Regions from separate parts of the Gossypium hirsutum genome. Here region 1 is linked to region 2. The links are chromatin contacts, called in public Hi-C maps. All regions are on one chromosome and are shown on one strand. Each heading gives the region's core, a stretch centred on a gene start, on an enhancer-like site or on the middle of the called end of the contact. The rest is flanking DNA. Distances are from core to core; before and after follow the strand shown. Region 1 holds the start of LOC107912958 (protein LUTEIN DEFICIENT 5, chloroplastic). Region 2 holds the start of LOC107912953 (zinc finger CCCH domain-containing protein ZFN-like).

Evidence for each region. Hi-C and Micro-C count contacts between places; a contact is called where the count stands out from the background.
Region 1: a contact with region 2 is called in a Hi-C map of callus, with 2.6 times the contacts expected there. The contact joins the promoter of LOC107912958 here to the promoter of LOC107912953 in region 2. A contact is called at or near these places in 3 of 34 Hi-C or Micro-C datasets (callus and leaf).

The regions. Positions count from the first base shown.
Region 1 is chrA13:99,462,280-99,464,979 of Gossypium_hirsutum_v2.1, forward strand. It overlaps LOC107912958 (protein LUTEIN DEFICIENT 5, chloroplastic), which reads right to left and starts at 1,267. Exons shown (of 16, transcript XM_016841359.2): 1 at 1,072-1,267; 2 at 821-986; 3 at 250-466; 4 at 67-138. The coding sequence starts at 1,159.
Region 2 is chrA13:99,301,355-99,304,054 of Gossypium_hirsutum_v2.1, forward strand. It overlaps LOC107912953 (zinc finger CCCH domain-containing protein ZFN-like), which reads left to right and starts at 1,295. Exons shown (of 6, transcript XM_016841354.2): 1 at 1,295-1,812. The coding sequence starts at 1,713.

The DNA of each region.
Region 1 (2,700 bases), core at 17-2,516, 160 kb after region 2:
TGAGACAAAAACAATAAAGCAATATTAGTCCATCCAAGAAAAGCCAAGAAGTACACCACTGTTTACCTTTGAATAAGCCTTTGAGTTGTCCTTCAATATATGCTTAGCAATGGAAGGATCGGAAACAATCAAAAATGACTGCAGCAACATCCCCATCCCATGTATGTAACAGGAAATCCATAATTATCTTGGACAATGCTATGTACAAGAAAAAAAAAAAGAAGCCAAAATGGAAAAGGACACACGAACCTTTGGTCCAAAGGTTAGCCTGAAAATCCCACCATAAGTGAGGTAAAGCTCATACAAAGGGATGAAGAAGGCCTCACTTCGGATGGCCTTAATCGCCCCTTTCGCCTCTGGAATCTTGGGATAATCTTCAACATCATCAACCCCTTTAAATAAGATTTCAAGAACCCCACTGGGAACACCAATTTTCGACAAACCATTCTTCAATAGAGAAGGGAAACTAGTTCCCAGGAATAGGAAGACATAAAAAGAACAGCAAATTAGCAGAAATTATTATGAAGTAAAGAAATAAATACAAGTCAGAGAATAGACTAAGCATTCACCAATATAAATATAATTAAGCCAATCCAAACATGACAAGGAAGATTACAAAAGAATACAAGGATATCAAGTCCAAATATTATTCTTAACCACAATTAATTGAAAAAATTAAGAAAGGGAAATAAAGGTCAACATCCCTTTTTCTTTGATGAAAAACAAAAGATACCCAAAACAATAGTAAGCATCACAATGACAGCTAAAAGGTTATAAAAACCAAAACCAAAAAAACAAAGTGAAACAAAGGCAAAAATACCCAGATTTCTGAACAGTGAATTCTCCAGAAGCAATCCTGGCAGATAACTCAGCCCGGCGTTTCTCTTCAAGTAAACGTTCCACACTTTTAACACCATTGTCAGCTGAATCAGGCTCTCTCCCATTAGAAGATGATCCACATTTTACTATTCCAAACTTAGATGTGCCTGAAAATCCCATTAAACAAGCAAAAATGAAGCTTAAAAGAAAAGAAAGAAAGAGAAAATGGAGAATTGTAAAGTTAGAACATACCATAAGGTCTAAAACAAGAAGCAGTGAGTTTGGGTTTGGGTTTGGTTAAACGAAGCTGAAGAAGAGGAAAAGCTGGAGTGGCAGCCATATAAAAGTAGGGTGGCAATGGAAATTTATGGACAAAGATAATATGGGTTTAAAGAAAAAATGAAATTGAAGATAATAAAGGAAGTGTGTAATGTGGCGGGACCTCCAACTCTCAAACTCTTTTTTTTTATCTTATTTTATTTTTGTAATGTCTTAACCGCAAAAAAGGAACAGGAACTAGGCAGGGGAATCTTTCCAACAGTTGATAGCGTTAGATTCCGTGTCATCTAATTACCATTTTTTTACACTCCTTCAACCTACTCCCCCGTAACCTTAAACCAGACTGACTGGATTGCTTGGATTCTCAGTCCAAGATAAGAAATATCCATTTTTATTTATTTTAATTGATTGTATTTGATCATCCAATTTTAAATTGTTTATCACTCTAATAATCATCATAATTTATTTTTTCTTTTATACCAATTTTTAAATCTTCAACTTTAAATTAAAACATGTTATCCTTTAAAATATTAATTGAGTTAAGATAACAGTGATAATTTATTTATTTTATTAATACTAAGTGAGGAGATAAGATTGTTATAATCAATCCATTCTATTTCTTTGGCTTTTACTTTGATGGTTTATTTTAGGTTAAAACTAGATGACATATCTATGTATTATATTGATAATAAGCTAAATTTGTATCTAATTTCGATAATTCTTACTACTGGGTTTGTAATTTGTATCTAATTTGGAATATCGAAATTCGAATTAACAAGCAAACCAAACTAAATTAGAGCATAAACAATAAAAGAGGGTCGAATTAAAAATTCTAAAAAACTTATGGTTGATCAGATTTTTTATTTAACTTTATAAAAAGCTAGATTTAGAAAAAAAATTTAGTATAAAATATGATTTTATGTGATCGTTGTTAGATGAATCAACCTAAAATTAGCATATGTATTATATATAAATACATTGTATGGTGTCTTTGGAAAACACATTGGACATTGAATAAAAATTATAATTTGTTTTCTCTAATCTTTTTCAATACATCTGTAGTGGTAGATTTTGGCAAACCGTTCTGTCATCTCATTTCTTTTTCTTATTTTTGTTTAATTGTTTTGTAACTCATTTCTGTTTTTCACTTATTATCATTTTATTCAAATCCACTTTTAAATTCTAATTTGAGTATGATTAATTTCATGTTCAACTAATTTTCTTTTATCTTTAGTCCGGTTATTATTTCGACAAAAAAATTGTGAGATATGAACTCGCACTAAAAAACCTTTCAACACAGTATTTGTTATCTCTCTAGAATATGAGATAGTCACAATCATCCCTTAAAGTTAATTCAATTTCAATTTAAAAAGCGCGCGTTAGGTTGGAGTTGTTTGGAGTACAGTTGGGAAAACAAGACAGTCGTCTGCCGAATTCGAATTCCCGTGAACAAATTGGTGTGTTCAATTGGAAAAAGTTAGTTGGATTTAGTCAAGGGAGATAGTGGTCGAATTTAAATGACCCACGTGGTTAAGGCCATTAATTCGAGTTGGGCTTTTCTAGATCATAAGGTTGTTGGGATCTTAAATTGCGGACGTGTAT
Region 2 (2,700 bases), core at 45-2,544:
ACTTGGGCTTTATTGAGGGGGAGGACTTCTTCAAGAGAAGTCTTCAAAATGTCATCTGTTGAGTAATCTGCTAAAACGTCAACTGTGTTAGGTATTGTTCCTATATCGAAGTTTTGTCTCCCTCATCTACCAAGAGCCTTGATGGGTTCATAGAGGAGAAGCATCTCGGCTGGTGGAAATTCGACTTGTAAGACTTAAGGGAGAGATATCGGTATAGTGTGTTATATTAATTATGTAGTCACTTGTGTGTGGGCAGACTCAAACTACCAATCTAAGGCATTTATGCCACATACTTGTAAGTATTATACCACGCTATCTAGTAGACTACACTCTGGAGACTTTTTTCCAAAGAGTTGACCGTCCTCAACAATAAAAGACGCCTTCTATGAATCTAACTTCTTAAAAATAGACTTCAAATTTGGGCTTAAAATAGGCTTTAAAATGGATATCTAAAATTGGGCCTCAGCTTGAGCATTTAAAAACTTAAAACTGGACTCCCATTTGGGTCCCAAAACAGCAAATATGAAATGAAAAATGGAGTAATGAACAGATTTGAGCTTAATCAGAATAAACTGCTCTGCAAAATGGGTAAAAAATTAGAACTCAAATGGGCCCAACAAATGAACGTTTAGTGGGCTTTTGAGGGCCTCTTTAAATTGGGCAGGGAAAATGAATTTTAAAATGGACAAATATCAGATCAAACTTGGACCCAAAAACAAAATAACTTCCAATCATTTTCCACCAAAAATAAATTGGTTTAATTCCCACAAGTTTTAAGATATCAGTTTTGGCCCCAAAATCTAGAATGAAAATTTAATGTTGCTCTTTAAAATCTAGGAGTTAAAAGCATGAAAGATTGTAAAAGTCAAATCTGGGCTATCTTAACCAAAATTAAGGTCCTTTCTATACGTAGTTATAAAAAAATGTCAAACTTACCAAATTGTTGTACTAAGGTCATTTCACCATAAGATCTATGTCACTTATCTCTAGGACCACTATGAAGAATTATTCTATTTTCAACAATATTTCAAATTCTTTGATCACAATTTCTAAAATATAAAAAAAAAAAATTGGACATGTGTGCCTCGTGGTGTTGTGATTATATTTTCATATCTGAAATTGTAATAAAAGAAAAAAAGCAGGGAAAGTAAAACCGGTTTCCCTCCAGGCTCCAAGAGGTGGTAAAATTATGTAAACCACCAATAGGATTAGGTAACGACCAGAGTCAATTACAAATTTAACAGCCCATGACGTGGCTCTATAAAGTAATATACTGCGTATTTGCGCGTGTGCTAAAACTGAACAAAGGAAAGCAAATCAAATGAAAGTGGGTGGGTTTTGGATGGTTCATTTATTTTTCCCTTTTTATTTTTGTTTCTTTTTATTTTTTTTTGTTTTGTGTGGAGAAGAGAAAACAACGCTCTTTCGCTTCTATCAAAAATACATACAAATTAAATAAATTTGGAAAAAATATTAATTGTTTTTAAGAAAACAAAGACAGACTTTCCGTGAAGAAGAGCTCTCTTTTTTAGTATTTCTATAATTTTGTTTCTGTTGGCAAAGGAGGAAGGAGAGGGAAGAGGTTTTTTTTTTTCTTTTTTTTTGTGGTTAGGTGACAGCGCGGTTTTGGAACGTGGAATGAGAATTGGTGCGTGGAGGTGGTTCTAACGTGACAACGTTGAGTGATGGTGATGGAGGAAGATGACTGTTGAATGGGATTCTCATTCGATGCTGGAATTCCTATGTCACGAACAGCAACGGCGGCCGTGCCTGTCACTGAAGGATCCTCGCTTTCACCTTCGTTGAATCAAGGTCTCTCTCTCTCTATATATATTTGTTCATTGATTTACTCCGTTTCTTTATTATTTATTATGATGATGATCATTATTCTACGTTTTTTCCTTTGCGAAACGCAAGTGAAATACAGTTCATGTGTTTCGTTGGTTATTTTCTTGTTGGGAATTGTCCTTTTGCCCATTTTTATGGAGAATTCTGGTTTGATCATTGTTTAAAATCAGTTCTATTTTTCGTTAAGTTTTTAATTAAGAAATTATGTAAATTTTGATTTCTAATAATTAATTTAATTGCGTTTCAATCATTAACAGCAATTCAATTATGCAGTGATTTAGAATAAATTGTGCAAGCTTTGTTTGGGCTGCCGGGAAGAATTAGAGATTCCACGTTCTTAATTTTTTAAGTCAAATTCAAGGTTCTAGGAATTAAAATAAGATTTATAATTTTTTGTTATGATTTTTTCTCCTTTACCAATATGGTTTTTTTTTCTTTTTTTTTCATTTATTGCTTTATTACTTGTAGAAAAATATTAAGTTCTATATATATTTGGATAGGATTAAGGTGTATGTTGTTACTGCTTTTACTGATTATCTTTTCAATTTAGGTGAATTTGATCAAAATTTGATTAAAGAAAAGGCTATTCAAGCAATCTTTTCTTTGAATAAGAGGATGCACGCTTACATGGTTGCCAGACAATAGTTCACTTCATGTTTTCTATTTTCCTTTTTCTGGTTTCTTTGAAATTCCTTTCAACTTTCAAGAGTAAATAGGAGTTCTTTCTTTATCATTGTTCATTATAAGAAAAAAGTTAAGGTTGAGGATCAAGTAGAGTTAGGTTTCTCCTCTTTTACATGTATGCTATTTATAAGAAACTATAGTCCTCATGTAGAAGAGGGAGACATAACT